Regions from separate parts of the Ovis aries genome. Here region 1 is linked to region 2. Evidence: chromatin contacts called from public Hi-C data. All regions are on one chromosome and are shown on one strand. Each heading gives the region's core, a stretch centred on a gene start, on an enhancer-like site or on the middle of the called end of the contact. The rest is flanking DNA. Distances are from core to core; before and after follow the strand shown. Region 1 holds the start of YKT6 (YKT6 v-SNARE homolog). Region 2 holds the start of NUDCD3 (NudC domain containing 3).

Region 1 (3,188 bases), core at 528-3,027, 210 kb after region 2:
TGGAGTGGACTTCCCCGGCTGGGATCCCAGCTCCACCACTTACAAGATGTGTGACCTCTGGTAAGGGACTTACTGCACCACGCTTTGTCTACATATTGAGACGTGCTGTGATGACTAAATGAGCACTTAGCATGATGTCTGGTGCATAGTATTACTTGTTATTATTATCCTGAGAGAGTGACTAGGACCAGAAAAATCCCTTAGTGGAAAGTCTGAAAATAAGGAAGTCCTTGCAATAAAACTAAAAAGAGACAGAGCTTAAGAGTAGAAATATAATTAGACAAAGGAAGAACTGCATTCATTGTGACATTCTGCATACAAGAGCCAGAAAAGCTGGAAAACGTTCTGAAGGCCTGAGGTTCGCATTCTGGTAATCATGAGGTGGGCAGGACAGAAGACAGGAGGACTTATGAGAAAAACAGTGGGCTCAATTGGATTATGTGTTGTTTTAAGAGACACTTGTAGAGATTCCCCTACAGTACTGCAGTTGTGTTAATCATCTGAAACTGGTCTGGATACCGAAAACCAGTGAGATGAAAGTCCTAAAGTGAAATCTCTGAGGATCGTCAGTAAATGTGGGTAGGGGAAAGAGAAAGGAAAAGAATCAAGAGTTAACCAAGTTAGCACCCAAAGTTCCATCACAGAAAAGCAGCAATACAGAACAGAGACTAGAGGTCATGATAGAGAATGGTAAGTACCAAGAAGGACCCAAAAAGCAGCAGCAAATTTCAACAAAATAACAAGAGGAATTGTTTGAGATCCCGCCAGCAAGCCACTCTCATCAAGAACAAAACAACCCAATGAAGTAGTGAAAACAGAATCCAGATGCTACCAGACCTGGAGACTGGGTGACTACAGACACAGACTTTGCAGGGTCTTTCTCCTTTTGTGCCTGAGTCACCACCACCCCTCCCACGAACAGGCTGTTAAGTGTCTGTGGTACTTCTAACACACACTTGATTGCATTAAAGTGCCTCGCAGATGTTCAAAGGCTTGTAAGCCCTAAAACCTCCATGCTTCCTTCCAAATCTTCACTGTAGAACCCTTTTGTACCACTAGAGCCCAACCATTAAGAGCATACAATTTGGGTTGGAGTACTGGCTGGTTTGGTATCCATCTCCTGGGGCCTCAGTGACTTCCTCCATAATATGACAGTGTACCAGGAACTCTCACACCGAACTGTTGGAAAGCCCAGCCAGATAATACAAACGTGGCGCTTAAGGTGTGGCACGTGAGCTTCCTGGGTCAGAACCACTGAGTGGGAGTTGCTGGTTTAAAATACAGATTGCTGGAACTCAACTGGGCGTGAATCTAGGGGAATCTGTACTTTTTCAAAAGCCCCCGGTCATTTTTATAAGATAGAAAATTTGAAAAACCCTGATTACGGACTATATTCCAGAATGGGCTACAGGCCGAGGAAAAGACCACCGGCTCCAATGCGGGAGGCCAAGTCCCGGGCCTCGATCCCCGGGCGGTCTCCAACCCGGACCCCGGGCCTCCCCGTCCGGGCGCCGCCCTCCAGGGCCCGCTCACCTGGATCTCTGAAAAAAGCTGAAGGAGGACACATCGTATGCGGCCTTGAGCAGCACCGTCTTGGACTCGCCTTTATACAGGACGCTTAGGCTGTACAGCTTCATGGCGCCGGGCCCTTGGGCCGGCCACCCGCCTGGCCGCGGCACCGGTTCGCAGGGAGCAGCGCAGCGCCGCCCCTCGAGGCCGCCGCCGGCTGCTGACGGGTCGGCCACCGGCTTCCTTCTCCTGGCTCGGGGTCCACTTCCGGTTCCGGTCAGGGGCTGCCGCCCCAGGCCTAACGGAGTCTTTTCGTGCCCCGGATGCAGAAAACAGCAGCCGGAAACACGAACGAGGGGGTGGTGCAGGGTCCTGCGCGTGCGCGTGAGGGGCTGTTGGGGATCTTGTAGGCCCCCTTGCTGTCTCACTGCGAGTCCTTACCGTTCTCCCGCTGTCCTTATCCTTCCGAGGCCCTCTCCCTCCTTCCCTAGCCGTCCTGAGTCCTCCCAGCACCCCCCTGCTTCTTCCCGGCCCTTCTGAGTACTGTAGGAACACCTGTGTCCTGGGGGCCGTCCTTCCTGTGAGCAGTTAGACCCAGAGCCCCACCCACACGCCAGTACTTTGTAAACCCTACACCTGGGACTTTGATTTACGCGCGAACTGCCTTCTAGGAAAGTATTTTGTAAATCAGATCTCCTTTTTGAGTGAAAGGCAGGGACCTTTTCGAGGCTCCTGCCGGGAGGTGAAGGCTTGCCTCTCATTTTCAGTCAATTGAACCCTCTCTTGCCCTTCCCACTCCTGCGTCCTGCCTGCGTGGGAGTAAATTTCTGGACACAGGACCCGCTCAGCACGAGCCTGCGGGCTTCAAGTCTCCTGGGCCTGCCAACTACCTGTGAAATCAGCTGCCCAACCACTAATCTGGGAGCCAACTGCTAACCTCAGAGTAGCAGAGCCATTTCACTTAAAAAGGAGCAGAGATTCAGCTCCAAACTGAGGGAGCACTTGGCATACCATGACTTGGAAAACCTCATTTTGTTTGAAATGTTGGAATAATGCTTTTTCAGTGGGTGGGGGTGAATGAGGCTCAGTTCTCTGAGGTTTAGTTCAGTCGCTCAGTCGTGTCCGACTCTTCGCGACCCCATGAACTGCAGCACGCCAGGTCTCCCTGTCCATCACCAACTCCTGAAGTCCACCCAAAGCCATGTCCGTTGAGTCCGTGATGCCATCCAACCATCTCATCCTCTGTCGTCCCCTTCTCCTACCTTCAATCTTTCCCAGCATCAGGGTCTTTTCCAATGAGTCAGCTCTTCTCATGAGGTGGCCAAAGTATTGGAGTTTCAGCCTCAACATCAGTCCTTCTAATGAACACCCAAGACTGATCTCCTTTAGGATGGACTGGTTGGATTTCCTTGCAGTCCAAGGGACTCTCAAGAATCTTCTCCAACACCACAGTTCAAAAGCATCAATTCTTGGGCGCTCAGTTTTCTTCACAGTCCGACTCTCACATCCATACATGACCACTGGAAAACCATAGCCTTAACTAGACGGACCTTTGTTGGCAAAGTAATGTCTCTACTTTTTAATGCTGTCTAGGTTGGTCATAACTTTCCTTCCAAGTAGTAAGCGTCTTTTAATTTCATCACTGCAATCACCATCTGCAGTGATTTTGGAGCCCAGAA
Region 2 (3,351 bases), core at 40-2,539:
ACATATTTTTATTATATTAAAATGCATAAATAAATATTTAAACATTTTGTTTTTATGTCCAATATGGTAACTATCAATAAACATAACACACATAAAATTTATGAAGACTCCAAAGAATCTTTGATATATTTTAAGAATGAAAATGGGTCTTTTTTTTCTCCTTTTGGCCATGGCCACACTTGCGGGATCTTTGTTCCTGGACCAGGGATTGAACCTGGGCACTCTGATGCAGAGTCCTAACCACTGGACCCTCAGGGAATCCCCTGTAAATAGGTCCTAAGTCCAAAAAGTTTCGGAATCACTGCTCTAGAGCAATTTATCTGAGTTTGACTTTATTTACAATTCATTAGAGTCCATATACTATGAAGAAACATGTTAACTTGTAGATCTCAGGCCAGTAGAGATGCAAATCATTTCCATCCACTAGGAAAGATAATCTACACCATTTTATAGGACACCAGCCAGCTTTGTATACAATCTAGCCATCTTACTGCTTTCTGAAAGTTATAAATACCCAGTTTCTCGAAAAGCTGTCAATTAAAATGGATAAATCTCTGATGTGTTCATTATATATTTGAGTGTTATGCTTCGATTTTCAGATTATGCTTTGAAAGACCCTTAGAACACGTATACATGCTGTGTGAGTATATATATACTGTGCGTACACATATATACTACACACACACATATATACATACGTATATGTATATTTCACAGGATGGCACACCAGATTCTCTATTCTGCATCTAGCTCTGTCCATTTAATACTGGTACATGCACTCACTTGACAATCTTGTCTTCTTTTATTTATGCACATCACCTTGCATTTCACTCACGACTATGTTAGTAACGGGAAACACACCAACAGAAAGGTCGCATTTTCCTCTTTGGACTCTCAAGCAAAATGTTCTCGCTGTCCCGCCTTGTTTCTGGACATCCAGTCTGGAACACAGCCCACAAACCACGTGACAACAGCGTGGCTCACGTAACAGTTGTTGCCCGCGTTACAACTTTTCCGCCAGTTTCCAACATGGCCACTAGGCGCCCTCAATGCCGCAGCCCCGGGTCCTCTTGCGCTTCGGGGCCTTCTGCTCCTCAGCGAGACCGCCCGAGAAGCCCGGGGGCAGTAGGGGCGGTGCCCGGGTCCAGTCGGCTCCAGCGCAGTCCAGCCCAGCTCCACCGCGGGGGCGAACAAGAGCGGACCGGAAGTTTCCCGGGCGCGCTAGCGGCCGAGGCCATTACTGCAGAGCACCGGAAGTGGCCATAGGCCGGCGTCCGGGCCGCGCCCGCAGTGAGTGAGCTTTCCTCCGGCCGGCGACGCCATGGAGCCTGGGGCGGCCGAGCTGTACGATCAGGCCCTGCTGGGCATCTTGCAGCACGTGGGCAACGTTCAGGACTTTCTGCGTGTGCTTTTCGGCTTCCTCTACCGCAAAACGGACTTCTACCGCCTGCTGCGCCACCCGTCGGACCGCATGGGCTTTCCCCCGGGGGCCGCGCAGGCGCTGGTGCTGCAGGTAACGCGCGGTAGGCGGGAAGCTTGGGGTGAGGTGGGGAAGATCGTGGGAGCCCCGACCCCCGCGAACCCGCTCCCGTAGTCTCCCACCCTCTGGGAGCTCAGGCTCCTGCGAGCCCGCCGCTTCCTCCGCTGCCGGCCTCAGTTCATCCTCTGGCGCTTCCCCCGACCCGCCTTCTGCGGCCGCGGCTTCTGCCGAGATGCTGGTCTGTTATCAGTTTACTCCTGTGCGAGAGGTGCCGGCTCTATAGCAGCTTGGTCCGATAGGGTGCATTTGGATATCAGAAGCTTAGGGCTCCGGTCAGCTCCAGCAGCGCGTAACCCTTCGAGTGACAGAGAATGAAAACTGCAGGCTAGACTTGGGGAAGGGGCGGCGGCAGCACGGACACCTGCACACCCCAGAATTACGACTACTGGACGAGAGGGAGGCTGTATGATGGGTGTGGGTCTCTTATTTGAAATGTGACTTTTTACATCGAAGACATAGTATAATAGTACTTAATAAGTTTACATATGAGCATATATGTGTGCATCCCAGGTTAAGCTTATTGTTGGAGGCTGTCATTCACTGTAGTTGACGGGGTATTTGAAATGTAATAAGCAAGAGTTCACACTCAGCCGCTGCAGGCATTAGAGATACACTGGTTATGCGGATGGTTAAATAATGGTTTCTCTGCTTGGGACACTTACGCTATATTTAAAGAGATGAAATACAGTAGCAGGGATCTTTGCCTGTTACCTGACAAAGCCATTGGAAGGAAGGGAATAGAAATGATCTTTTGGAAATGAAGACGAGTTTTGTAGAGGAGGTGGAATTTTGATGGGATCGACAGAGGATACTCAGTCAAGCATTGAGCCAGGAACCTGAGAAGGTGGAAATGCTGGCGATACCTCTCACTGTCGTCTAGCACTTTACAGTTTATGAAGTGATTTCAAAGGTTTATCTCGTGAAGTCTTTTTACTCGCTTCAGGTTGGCCCGATATTACTTTCCTAAGTGCCTGCATGAAGAAACAAAAGCTTAGAATGTTTGAATAACTACCAGAGATAATATGGTCAAATGAGGAGTGAGGTTGGTATTCAGTTTGAAAACTTAAGGCTGTTCCTCATCCTTGTAGTGGTTAAGTACCATCCAAGTGATCAGAGAACTGTGTGTCAGAGATGGTTTTTAGCAAATCCTTTGGCAAATTAATAATTTCCCGGAAGCCTGTGAAGTAGATAAGGATGAATTTTATGTGGCAAATGAGGGTGCTAGTTCAGCAGATCAAGTGGTTTGACCAAACTCATCATAGAGCTAGAGCTCAAAACTTCATTTTTCTGATTCCATATCTTTCTGTTCTATTATTTAACCAATCCATTGTAGAGTGGCAACACTTTTGTCTAGGGTGATCTTTTGCAGAAAAAAGAAAGGACCATTTACTGAGCACCTAGTAGTTGTTATGTAATTTTTGTTCTAGGTTGTCATTTGTTCCTAACAACCTGAATAGGTTGATCTTTTTCCTTGTTTTACAGGTAAACTGACAGAGGTAATTCATGAATCTGGTAACAGTATGTAAGACACCTACTATGTTTTAGACACTCTCAAAGGTTAAGACTTGGTGAACAGTTTAATAAAGTGGAGGTGGGGAACAAGGCAGAGAGAGAGGTGGGATGGGCCAGCGGTGACCCAAGGTTTCAGTCCAGGGCACTGTAATATTGGTAATGCATTCACTGAACTGTCACCTGAGTTTAGGGGAAGAAGCTTAGTTTTAGACAAGTTGAATTGGAGATTTCAGACAGAAGTCTCTGTCCATAGGCTGTTGAATTGTGGGACTGAATCTCATGGGAGGTAGAAGAATCTG

Evidence for each region. Hi-C and Micro-C count contacts between places; a contact is called where the count stands out from the background.
Region 1: a contact with region 2 is called in a Hi-C map of muscle, with 4 times the contacts expected there. The contact joins the promoter of YKT6 here to the promoter of NUDCD3 in region 2. A contact is called at or near these places in 3 of 16 Hi-C or Micro-C datasets (liver, muscle and omental adipose tissue).

Annotation. Positions count from the first base shown.
Region 1 is chr4:78,777,713-78,780,900 of ARS-UI_Ramb_v3.0, forward strand. It overlaps YKT6 (YKT6 v-SNARE homolog), which reads right to left and starts at 1,778. Exons shown (of 7, transcript XM_004007985.6): 1 at 1,534-1,778. The coding sequence starts at 1,637.
Region 2 is chr4:78,569,291-78,572,641 of ARS-UI_Ramb_v3.0, forward strand. NUDCD3 (NudC domain containing 3) reads left to right here and starts at 1,290. Exons shown (of 6, transcript XM_004007984.5): 1 at 1,290-1,513. The coding sequence starts at 1,322.